2 separate regions of the Mus musculus genome follow, and region 2 is linked to region 1. The links are chromatin contacts, called in public Hi-C maps. All regions are on one chromosome and are shown on one strand. The core of a region is the stretch at or near the end of the contact, and the rest is flanking DNA. Distances in the headings are between cores, read along the strand shown.

Evidence for each region. A called contact is a pair of places that touch in the nucleus more often than the background predicts.
Region 2: a contact with region 1 is called in a Hi-C map of the G1E-ER4 cell line, with 2.6 times the contacts expected there. The contact joins two enhancer-like sites. A contact is called at or near these places in 3 of 484 Hi-C or Micro-C datasets (all in the G1E-ER4 cell line) and 3 of 9 other capture datasets (adipose tissue, liver and pancreatic islet).

What each region holds. Positions count from the first base shown.
Region 1 is chr3:135,398,147-135,405,957 of GRCm38.p6, forward strand. No RefSeq gene overlaps it. Among named protein-coding and RNA genes, the nearest start is that of Cisd2, 21 kb to the right of the region's middle. Within about 2 kb of position 4,220, at least 94 of the 459 cell types and tissues checked have an H3K27ac peak or open chromatin away from gene starts, as enhancers often do. A contact at or near this core is called in the G1E-ER4 cell line, where this site is marked.
Region 2 is chr3:135,629,095-135,636,905 of GRCm38.p6, forward strand. The region is part of intron 6 of Nfkb1 (nuclear factor of kappa light polypeptide gene enhancer in B cells 1, p105); the gene reads right to left. Among named protein-coding and RNA genes, the nearest start is that of Gm46827, 25 kb to the left of the region's middle. Within about 2 kb of position 3,072, at least 20 of the 459 cell types and tissues checked have an H3K27ac peak or open chromatin away from gene starts, as enhancers often do. A contact at or near this core is called in the G1E-ER4 cell line, where this site is marked.

The DNA of each region.
Region 1 (7,811 bases), core at 2,970-5,469:
AAAAAATTCCCTTGAATTCCCATCACTTTAGTTAAAAAATTAGTCAGAGGCTGGGCATGGTGGCACATGCCTTTATTCCCAGCACCATAGAGACAGAGGCAAGCTCTGTTTGTCGAGTTCAAGACCAACTTGGTCTACACAAGCCAGTCAGGGCTGCATAGAAAGATCTACAAACAAATAAATTAGGGGAAAAAAAGAAAACTTGCTCTCTTTCTTCTCTTGTCCACCTTAGCTCCATGGATGGAAAACACTAGGCAGTTTTATATTTTAAAACTTGCCAGATAACACAATTGCTGGGTGTAGAACCTATTGCCCTAAACTTATCTGCTATCCTATATCAGCAATCTGCCAGTGTCGGAGGCCACCACCTGCTCTGGTTGCCCTAAGGCCTTATGTGGTTGTTGTGTCCCTTCTCCTCCTCTAGCGACTTGGAAATCCCACCTTTTTCCTTTTGCCCAGCAATCTGCTTCTGCCTCCTTTATTGACACAATCAATAACCAATTAGGGAATCAACACCTCCCTCTACATCATACACATAAAAATAAATAAAATGTTCAAAAAATTTTGTGAAGCCAGGATGATGATAGATTTCTATCCCAGCAGTCAGGAGGCTAAGGCAGGATCACACATAAAGAAAGGGCCAGCCTGGGCTACACAGTTCAAGGACAGATTGGGCTACATAGTACATCTCTGCCTTAAAATAACATCAACAATAGGAGATCCCTTTTTTAAAATGTCGGCAGCCAGGACTTTAAGCTTGCCTTTTAGAAGTGCTTTTGGGAGGTGGGAGAAAAAGGTCAGTTGGTAAGATGCTTGACTAGTGGAGTGCAGTGTTCAACCCCAGTGGGAAATCGTCAAACATGCTTCTAGCCCCAACACTCAGGAAGTAGAGGCAGGAGGATTCACAGTTCAGGCTCTGCTATGTCAGGAATTCAAGACCAGCCAGAGCTAGGATTCTACCACAAACTAGAATTTACTTTTAAAAGTGCTTCTACTGGGGCTAGAGAGATGTCTCAGCAATTAAGCGCACTTGTTGCTCCTGCAGATTGACCCACCAGGTCCAGTTTCCACCATCCATACCATGGTTCACACCTATATGTAATTCCAGCTCCAGTGGGTCCAGTGCCCTCTGGCCATACATACTGAATACTTATGATGCACATACAGGCACATACACATGCAGGCATACACACACCTATATATTTTAAAAGAGCTTCTATGAGCACTAGGGTTATGACTGGTGGTAGAGCGCACCTCTAGCATGCATGAATACATAAATTTGATTCCTGGCACTTCATAAAACCTGTCATGGTGGCCCATGCCTATAATTCCCAACACTTAGGAAATGGAGCCAGAAGAGTCCAAAGTTCTAGGTCTCTCTTGGATGCATAATGAGTGTGAGGCAGTCCCAGGCTAGATGAGACTCTGTTTCCAAAAAACAGTAGGGGGAACTTGCAGTGCAAGTGTGAAGACCTCAGTTAAAAAGCCAGATGATGGGCTCTTTGTAAACCCAGTGCTGAGGAGACACAGGCGGATCCCTGAGGCTCAGGCCAGCTAGGCTTGCTTATTTTATGACCTACAGGCTAGTCAGAGAGACTATAAAAACAAAAACAACAAAAAAACAAGGTTGACAGCTCTGGCCTGCACAAAGACAAAAGTATAGATGTGTTCTCTTGTTCTCTCTCAATCATGTATGATCACGAGCTGTTCCTTTGGCATCTTGTTCTACACACACACACACACACACACACACACTCGTGTGCATGTATGAACATGTTCTCTCATATACTCTAACCATTAAACAAAACTTGCATGTGATCTAGCATTTCTACTTCTGGTTCTATACCCAGAATATATGCAAATAAGGTTCTTGAGACAGTTGTGTGAACTGAATTCATAATGGTGTTATCACAATAGCACAAAGGCCAGTGCCAACCAACAGGCATACCGGTAAATAAAGTGGGCTCTGCAGAGACTTGGGAACACTTACCATTAATTAATAAAGCTTGACATGTTGACACATGCTATGATGTTCATGGCCCTTGAGGGCATTATGCTCTGTGAGCTCAGGGACAACAGAATGATGTTTGCCAGGTTGGGGGTGGGGAGGAGTGGGCGTTGCTCTTTAGAGGGTATGGGGGCTTCTGGGAGAGCTTCTGGTATCTGCTTCAAACTGGTATCTGCCTATAAGTAATATCTCTTGAAACACAGAGGTGGAGCGGGGTTGGTGGAGGGCTCAGTGGTTAAGAGGACTGGCTGCTCTTCAAGAGCATCAGAACAGGATTCCAGGGGCCTCTGTGGACCCGAGGCAGGGACATGGTGCACAGACTACATGTAGAAAAAACACAAGTACATCTAAACTATGTTAAAATAGCCTAGGGCTGGCCAGATTTCCCACAAGCTAAAGGAGCTTACCACTAAGGCATAGCAAGTTCAATCTTTAGATTCCACACAGTGGCTGGAGAAAGCTGACTCCAGCAAGGTTTTCCATAATTCCCATGATGCTCTATGATACACATGCCTTCCCACACCCCAGATACACACACATAAAATAAACAATTAAACTATAATAACACTAGCCTTAACATTCCTTAAGGGCTTACTTCTGCCTTCTTACTGAATGCTTTTACCAACCAGGTTCCTTGGCACAATGCGGGATTTCAGTTACAACATCCTTGTCATGTGTAGCTCAGGCTGTCCTGGAACTCACTCTGTAGACCAGGCTATCCTTGAACTCAGAGATCTACCTGCCTCTGCCTCCCTAGAGCTGGCATTAAAGGTGTCACCACCATGCCTGGCACCATGCCTGTTTTCTTAAGAATGAAGACATACTAGGCTTTCGGGAAGGGTGAAGATGCTCGTGTCTGAGCCCTATGACCGAATCTGACTCCACGAGTCTGAGTGGAAGGTGGGAACTGACTCCCACAATTGCTCTCTGACTCCACACGTGCACCAGGGCACCACCTCCCACTGAAAATGGAAGAAATGAAAGCATACGTCCAATTGGTCAAACTGATGCTGCAGTCTGACGCTTTCTTTAATGTCAATGGATTTCTGACTGAGAGAACTGAAAAATCCAGACCAACTGAGTCACAAAGAAAAACCCTTTATGTGCGCAGCAAGAGACAATTTTGTGTCACTTCCTCTAATGTTGATAGGAGTTCCATGTACAGTTTGAGCAAGAATAACAATACAGCAGGACAGCAAGTGAGGAGAGAGGAGACTGTTGTTCAGTGGTCCTCAACTTCAGCTGAACTAGGAGTGTACTGGCAGCTGGCCACCTAATGCGAGCACAGTTAAACTGCTATAGTGCGCACTTACGATGGGGAACGATGATGAATTATGTACGTAGTTTGCCATGATTTAAAAACCAAATAACTTTGTTAAGACACAGACTCACTATGTACGTCTGTCTGGCCTGGTATCTTATTGGAAGCCACCAGGGTGGCTGTAAACTCACAGAGATCTACCTGCCTCTGCTTCCCGAAGTACTGAGATGAAAGGTGTGAGCCACCACACCCGGTACAAATAATAACTTTTTCAGAGAGCTTCTGTGGGGTCAGCAAGAGGAGCCCAGGCGGTGAAGGGGGCTGCAGTCAGGACTGGCAACCTGAGCTTGATCCCTGGGACCCTTGATAGAAAGAGAAAACCAGCTCTTGGCATGAGTACCACGGGGTGAGCACATGCCCCGAAGGGGACATCTACATATGTGTTTGCGTGCTTGCTCTTGTGTGCATGAATGAGTGTGTGCGCACACGCTCACCAAATAAATAAATGTTAAAAAAAAAAAAGACATTAGATTGGGCCTGCATAGATAATTTCCTGGAGTATGGCCCATCAAATCACGTGGTATATTCACAGGTGGGATAGATTCACAGGTTCTAGGAACTGGGGTGAGGAAATCTCGGTGGGACAGTACTTTAGAAATTCTACTGTATCCGATGTCCACATTTCAACTGCTGTAGATTCCTTTAGAAGACATTTTTATCTGTCATGTTCTCTTTCCATAACTCTTTCCACGACAAAAATGCTTCACCAAGGCAAAGTTTCTGCTTAATGAGTAGACACATCTGTCATCACTCCACAGAGAGAGAGAGCTAGGCACTTAACCATTTTAACTTGCTGTCACGTGGACATTACTGTCCTTACAGGACTTGCCACATTGAAACCTATGATCCGCTTTATCGCTCGTAGTTTCAACATCCAGCATTAGCAGTGGCTTGATAAGATGTGGCCAGGAAAAATGCACGCTGCTCAGGTTTCTGGCACTGAATTTTTATGGTGCTGCGCGAGTGAAGAACATACGGCCACAAGGTGGCAGTAGCGCACACACCATTTCTATGGGCGAGCCCTGATAGGTTCTCATCTGGTGAAAGGAAGTGGCCAACCACAGGCCCCACCACCAGCTGAAGTAGGGAAGGTAAATCCTCAAGGTTGGGGTGGGGGAAGACCACAGAAAGGGCACATCTGGCTTAGTGATGTCACCCAGCATCCTGACATCTTTGGGTCAGAGAACACTGCTCTTAACTCCAATCAGCCATCCTACGTGGCCATTATTTTAGGATTTTTACCCCTGGTGTCCTCTCTCTCCTTTTTCCACTTCCTCCTCTTCTGCCTCCTCAGGGTCTCCTCCAACTCCAAGCCTGGAAAACCCAAACCACTCACATGTCTCTTCTGCCCAGCCATTGGCTGTTGGCGTCTTTATTTAACCAATACTTTTAATCAGGAAGCAAGGTCACATTGTCCATGCAGATCCTCTCCTTCCAGGGAGCAGCCAGGCTATGGGGCCGGTACTTATCATTACAAAAACATATCAGAAGAGCAGACCTCAGCAGGTGCTTGCTGCCAAGTCTGAGAACCTGAGTCCAATTCCCAGGACCCTCAAGGAGGAGAGAAGCAGCAGGCTCCGCAAGCTGTTTCACCCAGACTGTTTAAAGCATCATTTCTTAATGTGCAGTGCATCTGCGCATTTAACCCCCCGCCCCCACCCCGCCAAGGGAGAGCTGAAAGACCCTGTTACTGCCTCTCTGAGCAATGTCCTTAGCAGTGTGTACCTGCTTGTAATTCTACTGTATTTAAAGACTGCTTCATGACTTCTGCAAAAGAAAGATTTGTTGAGTAAAATGAAAAATAGGGCTTCCAGTCAAAATCCACTATGAACAAAAGCCTGGGGGCAGATGCAGCAGTTAAACACAGAAAGCAGCTACAGGTGTCCTCCTTCATCCAGTCTGTGTGCACCAGAGACGTGGAGGCAGTCGCGGCACAGCTGCACATTTGGCTTTCAATTGCCCCTGTAGCGGGCAAATTCTCTAACACAATCTATGCGATTCAAACACCACCTGTCGTATTTTAGAAAATTATGCAGTAAGTTAGCAATTAAGTTTGGAAATGTTCCAGCCCAATGGGGAAACTTCTTGCAGTGAAGCCCTCACATACCAAGAACATCTCGGGGCCGAGCGTGGTGGCGCGCGCCTTTAATCCCAGCACTTGGGAGGCAGGGGCAGGCGGATTTCTGAGTTCGAGGCCAGCCTGGTCTACAGAGTGAGTTCCAGGACAGCCAGGACTATACAGAGAAACCCTGTCTCGAAAAAACAAAAACAAAACAAAGAACACCCTGGGTACCTTTTCCACCTAGATATACCACGTTTAGCACTAAGCTTTCAAAAGTGGGTACTGTATCAGTGAATGTAACATCCTACCTTCTCAACTATCACACTACCTGATGCAAATTTCTCAAGCTGCTCGCCTTTCATTTTCAATTCTCACTTGTTTTTTTGGTTATTTCTCTGGTCAGCACTCACATTTTATTGTTCACCTGCCTCTGGATGAATTTTTTTAAAAGATTTATTTATTACATGTAAGTAGACTGTAGCTGTCTTCAGATGTACCAGAAGAGGGCGTCAGATCTCGTTACGGATGGTCGTGAGCCTCCATGTGGTTGCTGGGATTTAAACTCAGGACATTTGGAAGAGCAGTGCTCTTAACCACTGAGCCATCTCTCCAGCCACCACCCCCCCCCCTTTAAAATGTAATTTTTTTCAAGGTTTGTTTATTTACTTTTATATATGAGTACACTGTAGCTGTCCTCAGACACACCAGAATAGGGCACTGGATAGCATTACAGATGGTTGTGAGCCATCATGTGGTTGCTGTAGAAAGTTCTTAATACAAGTGTTATGTTTAGGAATAGAAAACAGATAACCAACTAATTGGATTTTGCTATGAAGGAAAACTAAGTAGACTGAAGATGGAAGGGGCTCGGGCACTGGCTTTGGATCGTGTGAGCAGTTCCCCATCCTTAGGCCTTTTCAGATTGGTGATGCAGGCCCTGATGAGTCTGAATGAGTAAAATCTCATTAGTTAAACTTGTTGGGCAGGTATCGAGTACAACAGTCACCTGGTTCGGTTTGGTTTTGGAGTGGAGCATTAAAATAGTTTAGGAATACAGTCTGCCATTTCTAATCAAAGACTATGAAACAAAAATGATACAGATCAGCAGCTAGCTTAATTGGCTTCCTATAAACTTATTAACAAATTAGGTTACAAAACACAAAAGCATTTCAGTGAGTGAATCACCAGGAGGCAGCAAACTCGCAGCTGAGTTGTGACGTGCTTTCCACAACACATCTTGCTTAATTATCCACACCAGTGAGTCATTAGCCCATCACCCTGCTAATGCTCCCAGGATACCTGGTATTTTGTAAGGCTGGTGCTTGTTTGCTGAGTAAGGAATGAGTAGTGCTCTACTTCAGCAGCTTAGGTGACCCCCGTAACAATCGTGAGGAAGCTAAGAAAGCTGTTTCTCTAAGGTTCTACAACACTCAAGTGGTTTATCAATTCATGTGTGTGTGGTTATTCAGTGCCTGTGTACAGCACACGATAGAACTCTGGGAATTTACAGAGGATGGCAATTCTTATGCTCCTGTGAAAGCTTACTAAAACCCCAGCCTGCGCCCAGACGTGGACGTCTGGGCAGAGTAACAGTATGTTTTAAAGTGGAAAATGTGGAGGGGAGGGAACTATTTTCTTCTCAGGGCACTTAGAATTACATTCTGAGACAGTTTTCACTTTTCTCACTGTTCTTATTTGACAAAATTAAAGGTTGACCATCTCATTCTAGACCACCAATCTCCAATAAATGTGCCTTCTGTGAAGCCCAAAAAGGATGGCAGCAGCTGGAATATTTTTCAATGACTGTTGCTGTGCATTGTAGCAATGGTTTTACAGAGCAGAATGGCTTCCACAAACAAGGCATCCGAACTCATGCTGGGATTTGACCATCTGTGGGAAAGTACCTGGTTAATCTGATGGTGAAGGCAGGCGCTTGGGGGCACTGAATCAAGAGTCTCTGAACACCCCACCGCCACAGACGAGAAAGGCTCTACCTCTCCCCTGCCTATAGGCAGTTATGAGCTTGGAGTGCAGACCTTGTAAAACTCCCTCAGCACAGATATTTTCCAACTCTAATTTTGGATCTTTCTGTTGGTCACAAGAAAGGTAAAATCACATAGAGGAATTCACTGACATTATGAAATACATTTATGGGCCCTGTCCATGCTTGATGTAATGTCTGGTACACATAAATACTCAATAATTCTTAGCCTTATTACTACAAAGATGGAATGTTTCTTACACCTACATGGGAAGACTACGGGTTCAGGAGATGGACAGATCATGAGAACCGGAGTTCTGATCCCTGGCCCTCCCTCACTGAGGCACATAGCTGTAACCCAACTGCTGAGGAGGAGACGAGCCGTTCCGGGGCTCACTAGGCTGCGCAGCCTAGTTCAAGCTATGAGCTCTAAATTCAG
Region 2 (7,811 bases), core at 1,822-4,321, 230 kb after region 1:
ACAGACCACAGAATGAAAACAGGGAGGGCCCTGGGCTTTCTGTACTTTCCAAGATGCCATCTGAGAGAAAGAAAGCCTTACTTGTGGGGACAGCTGTGCGGCACAGGCAAACCTTGACAACGATTTCTTGGAACCATCATTTATCATGCCATAGTGGCCAAGAGGTATTCAACACCAATGTAGAAACTTATTCTGGGAAGGGAATGGAAGTATTACGTCTCTTGAAGATAAAGTTTATAGAGGGCAACTGTCTACTAGGAAGGTCTTTCTGAGAGTAGAATCTGAACAGAGACTCTTAATTGTAAGCACTCAAGCACAGGTAAGAAGCCAAAGGAGCCATCCTGCATAGTCAGCTGCTCGGAATGGGAAGAGTGTGGACTTCAGAGACAGGCTAGGCTGGCTGGGGGAGAGAGGCAGTTCCAGTCTGTGTGACCTTGCTTGGTCTCTTCACCTGTTCAGTAATGTTCAAGGGGCTGTTAATGAGGAATATATACATTCAAGTACACAAACACTTCACAACAGTACTCAGCAGAGGAGAGGACAACCCTCAGGGGCTATCTCAGACTGTCAGATGCTCCCTCACTTAGAGGATGTCTAATAGGTCCATTTGAAGCAAGTGGCTGGAAGATACTTGGCCCACATCAATTCCAAGGGGAAGGTTTTTCTTTTTTCCTACATTGCAGTGTTTTGTTAGTTTTCTACAAATACATTTATTTTCTTTCTTTTGCTATGTTTTATTTTTCTACAAAATACTATGTTATTCTAGTGTCAGCTGCCCTTCTTGGGGACAATCAGACTTCCTTGGCCTTCCCTGATGAAGGAAAACTCTTCTAGAATTCTGGGTCCATGGGTCAGAGCTCCTTTTAGAATAAGAACTACAAGTCATGGGCTCAGGTATAGCCCTCTTAGTCAGCCACGTACTTTTTTTTTTTTTTTTTTTTTTTAACCTCAGATAGCCCTGACCTACTGTGGAAAAGCATTTGCTGTTTCTTCAAAGGGGTAACAAGAGATGAGTGGCCTAGAACTTCCTCAGCATCACAGTTTCAAAAGCCAGGCTGCTCTCTGGGTGAATTCGGCTAACGTACTCTGACAGAAAGCAGAAGCAGCATAAATGTAAGACATCATACCTAAAATCATTCTTTTCTGCTGATTTTTCTTTCGAACATCCTCAGGGTTCTAACAGGGCCTGGCTCTGCTTGTGAACCCAACCTTGCTCTTTACCACAGCAGGTCATGGTTAGGTTAAGATCTCTCAAAGCCAGGCTCAAATCCCCCAGCTGTCGTGGAGTGACGTGTGTCAGCTTCTCCACCTTCAAAAATCAAATTAATGACGAAGTATCACCGGACTGTTTTAAGATTAAAGGAGTTAAGACAACACTTGGTTCCTGATGATATCAACAATCTCAGAAAATTGTTTCTTATCTAGCCCATTATTTCACTGAGTACTAAAGTTTACCAGTTTAGTTTGTTACGCCCCTTTCTAAGAGCCCCACACTGTAGAAGGTCAGAGAGTGGGGGCTACACCTCGTTCAGAACAAGCCCAATTTCTTTCTCTCACGGAATTAAACAGTGGGACTGACGCTAACTGGATAACTTCAACAATACAGGTAAAACCTAACTGGAGAACTCATCAAACAGAATGTCTAATAACAGTGTCTGGCACGGTTGGGAAGTGAGAGAAAGCTTCCGTGTGTTTAACTCATGCGGACTGAGATTTGAAGGCAGAGTTGAGCTGAGTAAGCAAGGAGCAAGTGGAGGATGAGGCAGCTTGGCAGGCGTTCTCTGCGGGCGGGTAGAGCGCATGCTCGAAAGGCATTCTCAGCAGGTCGAGCGCAGTCATGCTCGCAGGGTGCTCAGTGCTCTCGAGCCCTCATCCTGCTCATTAACAGCGCACAGGAGGAGTTCCTTCAAGCAGCTGCACCAATAGCCCGTGTCTCTTGTGTTTCCCACCTTCCTCACAATGTCAGCCCATCATGGCTCCACGACTGTGCCCTTTTCGAGAATGACTGGAGGACATAGGGTAGGAAAGTGATATGTGACTGGCTAGTAAGCGTTAAATAACGCCTTACTTCGCATGCTTGTTCATTTCCCAGAGCACGTGCTCATCTAAGTCTATGTGCATATTCTGTCTCTACAGCCGAGGAGGGAGAAATCCCCACAATAGCCATGTGGGGTCAGTAGTGGCACCCCATATCACCGGGGAAAGAACCAGCCCTTTGCAAGCTCAAGTAACATGCACCACCTGGTTCCAATGGTTTGGGGTAAGGTGGTGGTGCCCTGAACTCGGGGTCTGCCACTGCCTCCCCAAAGTCTATTCACATTTCCACGGCACCATGTCAACACTCGGCTCGGTTATTTTTCTCTCTCTAACTGGCTTTAATGCGCCATGGCTGTAATCACCGATCTGAGCACAGGTACAGCTACAGAGACTCCTGCTTGTTTGTTGGCACTGGTGAGGCATATTGTGAGAAAGGCCTCATGCTAGGTGTGAAAAGGAGGAGCAAGAGTCCCCTTGTCATCCTGAAAGTCTTTTCCATTTAAAGAAAAAAAAAAGGCTACTTGCTTACTCTTCTTGAGTCAAGTCAAATTATAAAGAAGGAGGGAGGGAGGGAGGGAGGGAGGGAGAGAGACGAAATAGTATATTGGTTTAATAATGTATGTCCTCTCAAGGATGACAGGGAGTCAGTTTACTGTTCTTTATTATTTATTTGTGCAACCAGGAAGCACAGATCAAGCCTGCTAAACGGGATTATAGCTAATGGCATAGGAAGGACTCATGACACTGGTCTCGTCTTGCTAAGACAGGGATGCTGAGTTGATCTAATCCAGGATCAAACCCCAGCCCTGCCATCTTACACGAACCAATGACCTCTGATCCTCGTGCTTCATGGCTAATTTGCTGGCAGCTCACTGGGACTCCTGCATGCTGTCTGGCACTACGGAGCCTTTTGTCCTTCCCTCTTATCTATGGAGAACATCTGGGCTTTCTGATGACCCTGAGATAGGCAGGGTTGGCACTAGTAGTACCCTAACTTGCAGATAAGAAGGCAAGTTTAGACAGCCTGAGCAAGTGATGTAAGCTTTGGAGAGACAGCCAAGATGCAGAACACTGTGGAGTTCACTCTTAGCCCTCTGAATATTGGTGTGGGAATGCAAAGCAGGGACAGGATACATGAAAACCTCTTTGATTCACCACTATTGCTGGCACACTTGGACCTTCACCAGGGTTCATGGATTTGCACTGTTCCTGACACTCCCTACTAGTGTGATCAACATCTCAAGAGTCAGGCTGCAACTACAATGGCAAACCACCACTCAGATAGGAGGGTTTCATATAGAGCAGGCAAGTAAAACCTCTATCTGCCTACACCCCTGCCCTGAAAGAGGGTAACACCTCTAACTGCCCACACCTCTGCTCTGAAAGAAGGTAATACCTCTACCTGCAGACATCCTGCTCTGAAAGAGGGTAACACCTCACTCTTGCCTTGCTCTCTTGCCTCTCCCTCTTGCTCCCCTTCTCTCCCCATTCCCTTCTCCTCTCTCTCCACATGGTCATGGCCAGCAACTACTTCTCTACTCTCTCCCTCTCTCTGCCTTTCTCTGACTCCACTACCCTCTTAACTCCCCTCCCCAGGCCCTGAATAAACTCTAGTCTATACACACACACACACACACACACACACACACACACACACACAAAGAGAAGAGAGAAGAGAAAAGAGAAGAGAAGAGAAGAGAAGAGAAGAGAAGAGAAGAGAAGAGAAGAGAAGAGAGAAACACCTCTACCTGCATGTACCCCTGTTCTGAAAGTTTCACCTCATCAGCCTTGATGCAGGGCTTCCTTGTTTTCTTTTTGGTTTCCTTTTAATTTTCAAACTTATCACATGCATCATAAATATCTAGAGGTCAAGCGCCCCTCAGTACCTCAGGTACAATTGGGTCTCAATGCTTTGGTGACATGTGACAAATCCTCACCTTTGTGTGGGGGCTTAATACTCCATGATTCCATAAGAGCATAGGAATGTGGCTTGTCATTTATAGGATGGTGTTAGAAATATTCCCTCTGCCAGCCCTTTGCCAGGCAGGTACACGTCTAGGTAGAAGGTGAAGTGTGAAGGGGTGCTCCCTGGGCTGGGTCCTCTTTATTACCTTTCTCTTTTCACTGTTCTATTTGCCTTTTCAGTTCTTCTTTTGAAAAAAATTAGAAAATAAATAAAATCAAGCCAGATCTTCAAACGAAGCCCCAAATAACCACTTCTCAGGCTACTCCCTGGCTCCCTGCCTGCCTCCTCAGAACCTGTTCTGAGTGAGTTTTGTTCAAGTCAGGACATGCTAAGTCATCATTCCTCAGTTCAAAATTCCAAAAATGAAAACACTTGGAACTGGGTGATTAGCACAGGGGCTCAACACACAGTTGTGTGAATACATGACAATTTCCCATGTTAATTGAGTGATTAGCACAAGGGCCTCAACACACAGATCTGGGAATACATGGTTACAATTTCCCATGTTAAAGAACAGAAGTAAATAAAACATTTTAATGTCTCTATTCTTAAAAAGCCTCGACAGCGGCTGAGGGAGCCTCGGGGGTTTTGGGGGAGTGGGGTCCTGATTCAACCTTGATTCTTGTATTTCCAATGCATCTATAGTAGACCCTGCTGTTCCAGAACTTGCCAAGAGGGCTCCCACCAGAGAGCTTTTGGACTTGCGTGCTTAGCTGGGACATTGTTCCAGGATGTCTGCTGTCTTCTGTCCAGCTCCAGTCTGTGCACAGCTCTCTTCTCAGACAAGTGTTTTTCGAATCTTCCTCCACCTAAGCTCCGACCACCCCATCTTCTGCTCTCTGCCCTGCTTCATCTTTTCTCTGTATGTTAATAACTGTTAAGTATGTAACATGTCCCCTGTATCAATAATGTCCTATCTTCTATGTGAGAATGGAAGGACTATAAGAACAGAAGCGTTCCTTTCACCCGTCCTTCCTATTCCTTGTGCTCACAGTACTTCCTGTAACTTTACCTTGTTAACGTGGGCGTGACTAACAATTGAGATAGCACTAAATGTTCTTTATCGAAGGCAAACTACTAAAGTGTAAACAGTTATATTAGGTAGGAAGAAATTAAAGTGATATATGCTTTTTCTTTTGCCTTTAAAGATACCTGGATCCCAACACAGCCTCTCAACAAGCTATTTGAGTTACAGCTTGTTTATTAAATACCAGAGAACAACCTAAGCTTAACTGTGTGTCTAGGACCCTGGTCTTGTCTCTAGACCAGAATTGGTACCGAAACCTCCAAAGAAATCACAGCAGCTGTGGAAATAGACTCTTCAGTCATCACCACCAGAAAGTCAAGTCAAGCCAACAGCTGTCCCCATGAAGTCAGAACCCTCCTTTGCCTTCCCTCCTGTTTCCAGTTGGCTGCTGACCTGAGGCCTCTTGTCTCCTGCATCTGCCTCACATTGTCTTCTGTCCATTTATCTTAACTTCTGTCAGACTTACAGGGTCTACAGTTTTGTTCCACCCCAATTTCTCAGCCTCACAATTTCTCACGAGAGCAGCAGTTTTCAACCCGTGGTAGAGACTCTTTGGGGGGCTGAACCACCCTTTTACAGGGGTTACCCAAGATCATCCTGCTATCAGATATTTACATTATGATTCATAACAGTAGCAGAATTACAGCAATGAAGTAGCAACAAAGATAAGTTTATAGTTGGGGGTCACCACAACATGAGGAACTGTATTAAAGAGTCACAGCATTAGGTAGGTTGAGAACCAATATATTAGAGCATCCTTCTCTGATGGACAGATGGACCTCCCTCAAAGTTCTCATCCTGCTATGATATAGGGCTGAACTTCCAAGACCTGAAACTAGTGAGTCCTCTCACCATAAGAACACAGGCGTTGGAGTCAGACAGAATAGCTCTGAATCCTAGACCCTCCATAACAAGCTGATATCAGGCTCTGGGAAAGTTGTTTAACTTTCAATGTCATAGTCTCTGAGTTTTCACAAGGATTAAGAAGAGATAATTTAAATTGCTTAGAACAGTTCTTGATGCAAAATAATTCTCCTTTATCTCTTCTTGCCCTCACAGACATCTGCTGCTGGGATTTCCTGAGATCTAACGAGAAGCCTCCACAATGGTCCTCCACAAATGTCTCTCCTTTCTGTTACTGAAGCTCAGGACCTGTTCTTGTCACTAATTCAGAGAACTGTGTCTCTTCCCTTTTCCAGGAAAAGCCATCTTGTTTTACCCACAATATTTATTCTAGATCCCCTAATTACTCTCCACCCCTACAAAGCATCTAAATGACCCTTCCCCTTAGCTATCCACATAGTTCCTTTGCTTTCTTATTCTAAAAATAGCAGCCCTTTCTTGATGATGGTAAAGGCTATCATTTATTCAAACACATGGCGGCAGGTGCCACTCCAAGAAAACAGGGCTGGCTTGGGGTGGGGGGTTGTTTGTTTCATTTGACGTTTTTTTTTTTTTTTTCTTCTTCTAAGTCTGTGAGAAAGGTTCTTAAAAGAGTCTACCCACTCTTGCTTGAATTCCTTTCTCTACACCCAAGCGTTCAAGAACAACTCTAGTCACCAGGGAGAAACAGCTTCTCACATCGAAGTCTTCTGAAAGTTAAGTACTTCTACTAGTCTTCAAATAAAGGTTGCTTAACGGTTCTGACTGCCTTAAGTTTCCAAACCCATGAGTCACTTATGGTTTGACCTATGACAATCCCTGAAACGTGGTCCCTCTGACCTCCCTTCTCCCCCATCACCAGCTGCTTGGCTACATTCCCCTTCTCAAAGAGCTCACAAGCGCCGGTCCACGACTCTTAGTCTCTTTCTGGAAGTCATCACATTATCTGATATCCATCCACAAGATGGAGTTGTGTCATCTACTCCATATGATACTAACTTAGAGTCTACAGGCTGGACAGATGCTTGTTGGTTAAGAGCCTGCTGCTCTTGCAGTGGATCTGAATTTGGTTGTTCATGGCCGCGTTGTTTGGAGAGGCTCACAACCGCCTGCAGCCCCAGCACCACTGTGACCTGATACCTCTGGCTCTCCTTAGGCTCCTGTCCTCAAACACATGCCCGGGCTGTGCTCGCTCGCTCTCACAGCCCCCTCCAATAACCCAGTGTTTTCATCTCTCAGATAAGCATGTGTGACATTTCTAGCCCTTAGCAGGAAGCCCTTCTGTTCACAGCAGTTTATCACTCCATGTGCCCAAGCCTAACTAATTACCTTCCTTCTTTTTTTTTGTTTTGTTTTTTTTTGGTTTTTCGAGACAGGGTTTCTCTGTGTAGCCCTGGCTGTCCTGGAACTCACTCTGAAGACCAGGCTGGTCTTGAACTCAGAAATCCGCCTGCCTCTGCTTCCCGAGTGCTAGGATTAAAGGCGTGCACCACCACGCCCAGCTTACCTTTTTTCTTAAACCTAACGTTGCCTCCTGTTGAACAGAGCCACTGTACCAAAACCGTCCTAGTGTGTGGGAGTGCGCTGCCTCTTATCTCCACTTAACTGCCAAATTTCAGAGCCAGGGCACTTCCCTCCTCGTCCCCTGCCCCTCCCCCCGTGCTCAGCCCTTTCCTCTGATCTCACTGCCTTGCCTATCCATCTTAGCTTGAACTCTAAGTCTAACTGAAGAGGAATCAATCACAACAGTGCTCCAACTCAGCCCCCTTTGCAGACAGACGCCGAGTCTGTGCTCTGAAGCTCAGGGATTAGTGATGCTCATTACCACTCTATTAAAACGCGTACGGCTGACCCATCTCCTTACAAACAAAGCAATAGTCTATCTTTTTTGCACAACAT